2 separate regions of the Zea mays genome follow, and region 2 is linked to region 1. A link is a contact called in public Hi-C data. All regions are on one chromosome and are shown on one strand. Each heading gives the region's core, a stretch centred on a gene start, on an enhancer-like site or on the middle of the called end of the contact. The rest is flanking DNA. Distances are from core to core; before and after follow the strand shown.

Region 1 (4,808 bases), core at 163-2,662:
AGTGACTATAATCTTCTACAAGGAAATTAACTCGTGTACCAACATTTCAAGTGAATTACAATCTTAACAATCCAAATTATTTTACACCTGAACATTTTAGAATAGTTTTTACAGAACTTTATCCAGAACTGGTAACAGTATCTTACCTGGGCAGCAAGACGTGTCCGCACCAAGTCCAGTGGATACGTCGCAGAAGCTGCAGTGATTCCTGATAAACCACCACCTAGCAATCTAACACCAACATCTGCACCAAATCCACCATTCTTCTCAAGACCCGGTAGCATCTGAAGCAACTGCACATCCGAAATAATAATAAAACTAAATTACTCCCATACCATTACAGTGGTAGAGATGATAAAAAAACCTGCGCTTACATTCTTGTATCTCTCATAGGCATAGAAACTAATTGAAGAGTAAGGCAACCGGTGAGCAATGGTAACAAGGTTCCCTTTCCAGAAAGCTCGAAAACCTTCTTCATAGACAATGCGGGATGCTTCACGCCATATGCTAGTATTGCGCATTGTAGCCACATCTGAGTGCATTCCTTGTACCTGCAAGTACGATTCATAAATTTCACTAAAGCCACACAATCATATTGCGAAAGAGTAGAACAACAAAACTAAGCCACACTATCAAGGATTTCTCCAGAAAAATCAGAAAAGCAACTATGTGATCAGCATTCCTTTAAATAGCCAAACAAGTTGTCTGCTGCCAAAGTAAAATGAGATAATGCATTATGGTTACTATTTTCTCCACAAATCCTAGTAAGATTGCAGCCAATTCATTCCAAAAAGAAAAGAAAAGATGTGACGTACTCCGTGGCTTAGTTATAAACACCCGAGGAAATAATAGCCTAATCTGCTATTTACACGAGTCGCACTCTGAGCATTTGAGTAACCTGGCGAGCAGAACTGCAGAAGCAAGACCGCCCTCCCTATGATACAGACGCACCTGAAAGAGGATGGTGAGGCGTGCGAGCGGGGCGGTGCAGGTCTTGCTGACTGCGCCAGCGACGCCGCCGGCGAGGAGATGGGGCACGGTCCCGAGCTGCGGCTGGTGGTGCTGCAGCTGCTGCTGCTGCTGCTGCTGCGTCGTGTACCTCCGGGCGGCGGACGCCGCGGCGCCGGTGCCGTCCATCGTGGCGGCGGCCATCCCCACCCTCGCCTCCGTCTGCATCCGCTTCACCCTCTCGTCGCGCCGCCACTCCAGCCGCCTCGAGAGCCTGGGTCCTAGAGCCGAGCGGAATCGAACAAGCGAAGATCAGCGACCAGACCGAATGCGTGAGGAGGACGCGGGCGTTAAACCCTAGCAGACTTGGGAGCAGATTCGGAGTGCAGAGGTGAGCAGAGAGGGGCTTAGGGTTTGAAGGGATTTTCTATTTTTCTCATGCTCCGGAGGTCGGCGGCCGCGAATAAAGACACGGGCATGGATTGCGTAAAAAACCATCCGCTAAAATAGGCGGGATTGTTCAACTACTTGAGGCCACCCCTTTTATTTCTCTCCATTTATTAGTTTTATCATGCCAACTACAAATTTACTGTTGAAAACGGATTTTTTTTTTCTTTCTATAATTCTATTATTTCAGTGAATTGCATATTAATTTAGCACGCCAGCGTGAAACTTGGCCAATCCCGATCATGGGATTGTAGTGAACTGAGTGTCAAAAATCCTCTATTTAGGTCTAGTTTGAAAACTTCATTTTCTTGAGAGATTTCTATTTTTACAAAGAAATTTGGTTTATTTTTTCTTGAGAAATTGAAAATCTTTTGAAAAAATAGATTCCTAAACTAATTCTTCTTATTTTTTTAGGTAATTAACTAGCTGAGTTCTGCGGACTACAAGCGTGGACGAGGAAGACATGTGCTCGTGGGATACGCGCTCGTTGCGAAAACAATGTCAAATAGGTATCAAGATTTTTCAAAAGAAAGTATTTTTCAATTGGTATTTTAGTTAGCCTCTACATAAATTTTCAATTAGTATCTTATTTGGCTTCAAAGTTTCAAACAAGGATAGAGATTTCAATTGGTATAAGTTTATTTGGCATCTATTTAAAAAACCATCTTAAAAGCTAATAGGAGAATTTCTTCAAGTGAGCTTTTATTTAGTCAAAAGAAAAGCATTTTAAAATAGAATAGGAATTTCAAATCTTGAAAATGCTTCTTACAATCATATTCTTATAACTTTGACTACTTGCAAAGATTTTGAAAAAAGATTTTTCCAAAAGATTTGCAAAAACAAAATAGTGGTGCAAATGTGCTCCAAAATGTTAAATAAGAGAAGCAATCCATTCATTTTAGACACATGCATAAAGTCTTTCAATTGGTTCAATTCTAAGTAACATATGCACATTTATCATAATTGCAAACTAGTCACATTTCTGCACTTTATATTTGCTTTGGTTTGTGTTGACATCAATCACCAAAAAGGGGATATTGAAAGGAAAATGGGCTTAATCATTTCCAATAATCAATTTTGGTGGTTGACGTCCATCACAAACCACGTGGAGTAACTAGTTTGCCTAGATATCATTTATCTCAGGTGCATAATGTTCAACACAAACCAAGAAAGAATTCAAGTTGGGGACTCAAATTAATTTGGAGCAAGACTTGAGAGTGTGCTGAAAAATAACGCACCGGACACTGTCCGGTGCCCCAGGCTAGGCATTCAACGAACAGGCCACTCTCGGGAATTCAATGGGCTTGCTCCGCTATAATTCACCGGATCCGGTATGCACCGGACTGTCCGGTGTGCACCGAACTGTACGGTGAGCCAGCGGAGCAACGGCTAACTGGCGTCAATGGTCGACTGCAAAATGAACAGTGCACGTGAACAATGATGAACAGTGCGTGTCAGAGTCAGAACGCAGAAGTCAGAGGGTACCGGACATGTCCGGTGCGGCACCAGACTGTCCGGTGCAGCTACAGGACAACAGCTCCAATGGTCGACCAGCTCCAAACCCCAACGGGCGTGTTGACGTGGCACGCACCGGACAATGAATAGTGATTGTCCGGTGCTCCACCGGACTGTCCGGTGTGCCCATCGCCAGCAGACTCAGCCAACGGCTATGGAAGTGGTTGGGTGCTATAAATACCCCCCAACCACCTCATTCAAAGCTATCACACCCGGTTTTGGAAGGCAACCCGAATGCGAATCATGTACGTGTCAGGATCAGCAATTCACGTACACAGCAATTACATAACTGGACATCATCACACAGTGCTCAAATAATAACATAAAAGGGTAATAATAGTCGATTACATCATGATGTCTGATACATCCACATAGTCTTTAACAGTAATCAAAGTGTGAAAATGAAACGTAGATACACGCGGCCTTCACAGGCAGCCGACTAGGGGTTGCCGCTAACCCACGCCTAAAACTCGTCGTACTCTTGGAACTCCTGGAAGTCTTCCTCCACGACTTCATCTTCTCCTGAGCAGTGGTTGCAACGTGGACAACCTGAGGGTTTGGTGTGTAAAGCAAGGGTGAGTACACATCAACATACTCATCAATTGTCTCGTTTGGCTATAGTGGACTAGCTTTATGTGGAGTTAAGTCAAGCAGTTGCTTTTAGTTGGTCAGGTTATTATTACTAGTAGAAAGCCAGGTTTTAGCATTAACCCAAGTTATTAACCCAAAGTACCCTTTCCAAACGGAAAGAATACCACTTACCATTACCATAGTCATAACCATCATCCTCGTCACTGAAAGGGAAATGTGCCCTTGGGCCATTTCTAAGTATTTTGGTGATTGAGTGTCAACACAAGTGCTTAAATGTGAATCAATGCCCATGGATGAACAAAATGCAAATCTAGAGCAAAGGTATGTTTCTAAGTCTTAGTACATTGGTTTTGTGTACTAATATACTTGTCTAAGTATCAGAAACAGGAAGAAGAAGAAAAGAGGAGAGTTGGCTGTGTACAGCCAAAAGGCTGTTTCGGTCTGGGGTACCGGACTGTCCGGTGGTGCACCGGACAGTGTCCGGTGCGCCAGGCTGCCTCGGGCGAACTGGCCGCTCTCGGAAATTGACTGGCGACGTACGGCTAAAATTCACCGGACTGTCCGGTGTGCACCGGACTGTCCGGTGAGCCAACGGTCGGCCGCGCGATCTACGCGGGACACGTGGCCGAGCCAACGGTCGGAAGGGGGCACCGGACTGTCCGGTGTGCACCGGACATGTCCGGTGCGCCAACGGCTCCCGCATCTGCAACGGTCGGCTTCGCTATTTAAGGAAGGGAATCGGGCACCGGACAGTGTCCGGTGTGCACCGGACTGTCCGGTGCGTCCGACGACAGAAGGCAAGGATGGCCTTCTGGATTTGTTCTCAACGGCTCCTAGCTGCCTTGGGGCTATAAAAGGGACCCCTAGGCGCATGGAGGAGTACACCAAGAATTCCTACAACATTCCTAAGCACCAAGACATCGATCTCACGCATTCGTTTCATCGTGATAGCATCTAGAGCTCTTGTTGAGTTGCGAACTCTTTGAGTTGTGTTACGAGCTCTTGTTGCGACTTGTGTGCGTGTTGCTGCTCTGATCTTTTGAAGTCTTGTGTGCGTTGCTCATTCCCCCTTTGCTCTGTGTTCTTTGTGAACTTCAATTGTAAGGGCGAGAGGCTCCAAGTTGTGGAGATTCCTCGCAAACGGGATTGAGAAAAAGCAAGCAAAACACCGTGGTATTCAAGTGGGTCTTTGGACCGCTTGAGAGGGGTTGATTGCAACCCTCGTCCGTTGGGACGCCACAACGTGGAGTAGGCAAGCGTTGGTCTTGGCCGAACCACGGGATAAACCAATGTGTCATCTTTGTGTT
Region 2 (4,856 bases), core at 53-2,552, 220 kb after region 1:
GATTTCCACGGATTGAAAACCAAACCTAAACCGATTAATCGAATAGCACAGAAAAATCGATCAAAAAACGAAATTTTATATTTGTTCCGCTTGGTTTTTAGGTTTCAGTTTTTTTTTTGCCCAACCCTAAGTGTGCGGGCGACCATGGCCAATTGGCCATGACAAGCCATGACGAACCCATAACACAACGAATAAATTTCACTAACTACATTAAACTTAAGTTGTTGGAGCATCTCTTGTGGAGGTTGACCAAAATGATGAATTTGGTCTCTAGATTTACCAATTTGGTGAATCTGGATTTGTGGACCATAATTATTTAACATTTTTTTTAAATAAAGTGCTACTGTTTTTTTAAACCAGTCACTGGAGCTGTTACAAACAAACCATTAGGCTTAGGTGCTTAAGTTTAGATCAAAATTGAGCACATGCCTTTCTGCAAATTTCAGATGATCCCGTGTTGCACTGGTGAGAATTCCCAACATCTGACACCTCGTGGCTCGTTCTCTTCCCCCTGAGCGAAGAAAAGAACGACATGGACAATTCTCGATTTTAGAGAACGAAGAGAGAAGCATTTTGGTCAGTTTCCATGGGAAGCAATTTTTTTAGAAAAAAATGGGAAAGAGGTGAAAATCTCATAAACCGGAGAAATTCACAATCTTGGTGTCAAATGTTATACGTCATATGAATTAGGCGTCAAACCCAGTGAGACCTGTAAAACGAATGTGAAATATAGAAATTTCTATAGTTGATTTAGTGTTTATTTATAAACTGTAATTTATTTCGTCTATAGTCTTTATCTATAGCAGTTGTATAATAATTATAAGGATATATACAGTGGTGTTTAATGTAGAGACTCTCGAGGTGTTTAAAGGGACCATTTGCAAAAGAGACGACTCAAGTAGCAATAGTCTACTCACTTTCCATTGTATAAATTTACCGTCTGTTATATTGATCCGATGTTGTATATACACATTTACTTCTGTATTTATTAATATACTATATTTATAGACACTCCATCGTAAAATAAAGTCTCTTATTTATCTATTGTGTTTTTAGAATCATTTCTCTTTACTATACATGCCTAAATACACAATCAATTAGATACGTATAGATATTCGCTTGTACAGAAAGTCGAATTTAAACCTGCTGCCGAGGCTCTCCTACGCCCTTTCGCTGGCGGTCTCTCTTTCAGATTGAACGAAGTCCTGGGCTTTGTGCCGGAAATTGAGAATTCAGCCCAACATCAAACAGGACCAACGCGTGCACACTGACCTTTCCCTGTGTCTCGTCTTCCTAGTTCAGGTCTCACCGCAAGCACCTCGATACGGCGGAGTCGTGGGGAACCGTGGAGGTGAGGTCGTGAGGAGAGGAAAATTTCCACCGCCGTGCAGCCATGTCGGTGCAGGAGTACCTGGAGAAGCACCTGCTCTCGCGCAAGATCGAGGAGGCCGTGAACGCGGCGGTCCGCGCCAAGGCCCCCGACCCGGTGCTCTTCATCGCGGGCCACATGCGGCGGGCGGCGCCCGCCGTGATCACGAGGGTTCGGGCGCGCCAGATCCTTGACGGGCACGGCGCGCCGGCTGTCGAGGTTGAGTTGCACACCAACAAGGCCATACACCGAGCATCCGCGGCCGGCTCGGGCGCGCTCGAGGGCGCCGCCGCCGACGCGGCCGGGGCCGCCGAGAGGCGGAAGATACTCGCCAAGGTGGTCGCCGACTCGGTGCGGATGATCAATGACAAGGTATCGGAGGCGCTCGTTGGGATGGATCCGCAGGAGCAGTCGCAGATCGACCAGGCTATCATGGACTTGAACAAGGCGCGCCACAAGGTGCACTCGGAGATCTTGTCCCTTTCCCCCATCTGCGTGTTTTTCTCTGAATTCTGCATTGCCAAACCCATGCTATACAGTGTACACAAACAACTGATGGCGCCATATGCTCAAGCAATACTTTACATTGGTACAGCCAATTTAGTGGCAGTATGTGGCACTAATTATTTTGGTCATATTTGACCGTTCAGAAATAATGCTATTCTTTGTACTGTCTAGTTGTGTTTCCACTTACCACTGCTGCCACAATTTTTTTGCACTGGATTTTGTTCCCTTATTTCTAGCAAATAGATTTTTTTGTCCAAATGGAAATAGCTGTGATATTGTATGAAATGCAGGCTGAGCTTGGAGTTGGAGCAAATGCTATGCTGGCAGTGTCAATTGCAGCTTGCAAAGCTGGTGCTGCTGAAAAAGAGGTGCTATTTTTCTGCTAAAATCATCATAATTTGATAAATGTGTCGTGTCACCACACAAAATTCTTACTGTTGGATCATTGGATGCTTGTTGCCGTGCAGGTTCCACTCTACAAGCATATAGCGAATCTTGTTGGCAAAAGCGCTACAACTCTTCCTGTACCTGCAATTACAGTCATTAATGGTGGAAAGCATGCTGGAAATGGTCTTCCCATTCAAGTATACCTCCAAACCTTTAGAATCTTGGAAGTTGACCTTTAGAATCTTGGAAGTTGAAGGCATTATTCTCATATTTTGTCCACTCGAGTCATCTTTTTCCTAAACAGAAATATATTAAGATAGATAATTTTTCATGTTCTGGAGTAATTATAAACCTTTCTTATTTGTAGGAAATTATGATCCTTCCTATTGGTGCTAAGAACTTTGAAGAAGCAATGCAGATGGGTTCTGAGACCTATCATCATCTCAAGGTAGCCTTCATGTCTAACATTCTGTGTTGGATGCATCTATATGTTAGCCACATAAGTGTTGTTGTCCACTTATACAGTTATACTTGGGTTCAATATGTTCATCAAACTGTTGGAAATAATCATGTGTCTAGGTGTACGCTAGTGTCTAGGTTAATAGCATTTACTTTAGCTAAATTTCACCATGGAGTAATAGAAAGTAATATTCAAATTAGTCGGGTAATATTCTGCATGTGTTAGGGGCTATCACAGCCTGATTTGTAGCTCATATTGGTCATATTCGTTGAGGCAAAGTACTGACATTATGAACATCTTAGCTCTTACAAATTTTGCCTTCAGATCGCCAGAAAGGTTTGCTCACTTTTGTAGATATTTACTTACTAGTTACTTTTATAGGATGTTATTTTGGAGAAATATGGCTCAGACAGCTGCAACATTGGAGATCATGGTGGGTTTGCTCCAAATATTTCCAGGCAAGTAAGAAAATAATTTACTATTTTCTGATATCAAGCATTTATTGTTTTCCCTATTAGGGACCTACATATGAATTTCATTATGTCATATCTATGTTGTTTTATTGATGTTCAGCATATCTGAAGGCCTGGATCTTGTCATTGCGGCAATAGAGAGGGCTGGATATAATGGAAGAATAAAATTGGCAATTGATGTTGCTGCCACTGATTTTTGTACAGGTAACTAGAAAAGAAGTGCATTGCCTATGCATGGACTATGTAAATGTTCAAAACTTAACTCTCTGAATAAAAATATCAAATGGACTATAAAATTTGGTGATAGGTTGTAATCATTCTGCTGCTCTGGTTGTGTTTGATGGAAGAATTCCTTGCTTACTATACAACATTGAAACACTTATGTTTCAGGGTTTGTTTGAAAAGCAGAAGCTGAACCAAAGTGGTTCAACTTTTCCGCAGCTGCTTTGAAAAAATAGTTTTCCTGTAGTACAAATTTGAAAATAGCTTGGACTCTGCTTTTGTTGCTTATCCAAGTTACATTAATAAACAGATGCGACAAATAGAAACTAAAATAGGGGTGTACCCAGTGCCATAGGCTTTCCGCACTGTGCGGGGTCTGGGGAAGGGTATCTTTAACCGCCAAGCCTTACCTGCATAATATGCAGAGGCTGGGGCTTGAACCCGGGGCCTTCCCGTTACAGGTGGTAGGCTATACCGCTGCACCAGGCCCGCCCTTCAAATAGAAACTAAAATAGGATTAAAAATAATTAAGGGTTATAATAATTGAAATAAAAAATTAATAATGGAATTGTAAATTTGTTTTATTTATAAAAATATCAGGAACCCAAATGTGAAATCTGTTTTTAATTAGATATATTGATTAAGAGATATAGTTAGACAAATTGTATATAAACAATATATAGTTTGCTTACAATGGACAACTCACAGGGTCTCACAGCAGTTTGAACCAAATGACTTTCATTTTTTTCTCACATCAGTTTTTACACAACTCACAGCTGAACCAAACACACCCTTAGAGTCTTCACTTTTCAGGCCTCTATCCATTTATTTATGCCTCATTTTGTCCACGCTCTCATCTGTTTGTATATTGTTGCTACCAAACACCAGAACCAGCTACTGCTATTGAAAGCATGCTATCAGAACCACATAGCAGGAATCTTGTAACCTTGTTGCTACATACTCTATTTGCATCCAGATGACCAGTAGTACATTCTTGAACCTTAGAAATAGCGGGCTTGAACAATAGTTGATTCTAATGGAGTTGAAGGAATGTAATATCTCAATGGAGTTGTGTTTAGATAGAAGTGCTTGGAAAGAAGCTATCCACGTGCCCGAACCGTGATTTAGGCCTTTTCCCTTTTAGTGCTCTCAAAAGCTTTTTTCCTCCCCTTTCTCTCTCTTTCCCTTTTGGTGACATCTTGTTGGGTTTCAACTCTAGCCTACCCCAACTTGCTTGGGACTAAAAGGCTATGTTGTTGTTGAACAATAGTTGATTTTATAGTCAATGCATTTGGATTTTTTGTATTTGCTATCTGAATGAGTTAGCTCATGGCCAAGTTCACTCAACTCTCTGCAGGAAAGAAATATGACCTGGAGTTCAAATCAACAAAGAAATCAGGGCAGAACTTTAAAACTGCTGATGATATGATTGAGATCT

Evidence for each region. A called contact is a pair of places that touch in the nucleus more often than the background predicts.
Region 2: a contact with region 1 is called in a Hi-C map of leaf, with 4 times the contacts expected there. The contact joins the promoter of LOC100502326 here to the promoter of LOC100193567 in region 1. A contact is called at or near these places in 2 of 25 Hi-C or Micro-C datasets (ear and leaf).

Annotation. Positions count from the first base shown.
Region 1 is chr9:146,338,936-146,343,743 of Zm-B73-REFERENCE-NAM-5.0, forward strand. It overlaps LOC100193567, which reads right to left and starts at 1,413. Exons shown (of 7, transcript NM_001349705.1): 1 at 952-1,413; 2 at 375-551; 3 at 147-293. The coding sequence starts at 1,176.
Region 2 is chr9:146,558,055-146,562,910 of Zm-B73-REFERENCE-NAM-5.0, forward strand. LOC100502326 (enolase) reads left to right here and starts at 1,303. Exons shown (of 11, transcript NM_001363265.1): 1 at 1,303-1,828; 2 at 2,167-2,244; 3 at 2,344-2,460; 4 at 2,631-2,711; 5 at 3,105-3,181; 6 at 3,297-3,400; 7 at 4,776-4,856. The coding sequence starts at 1,394.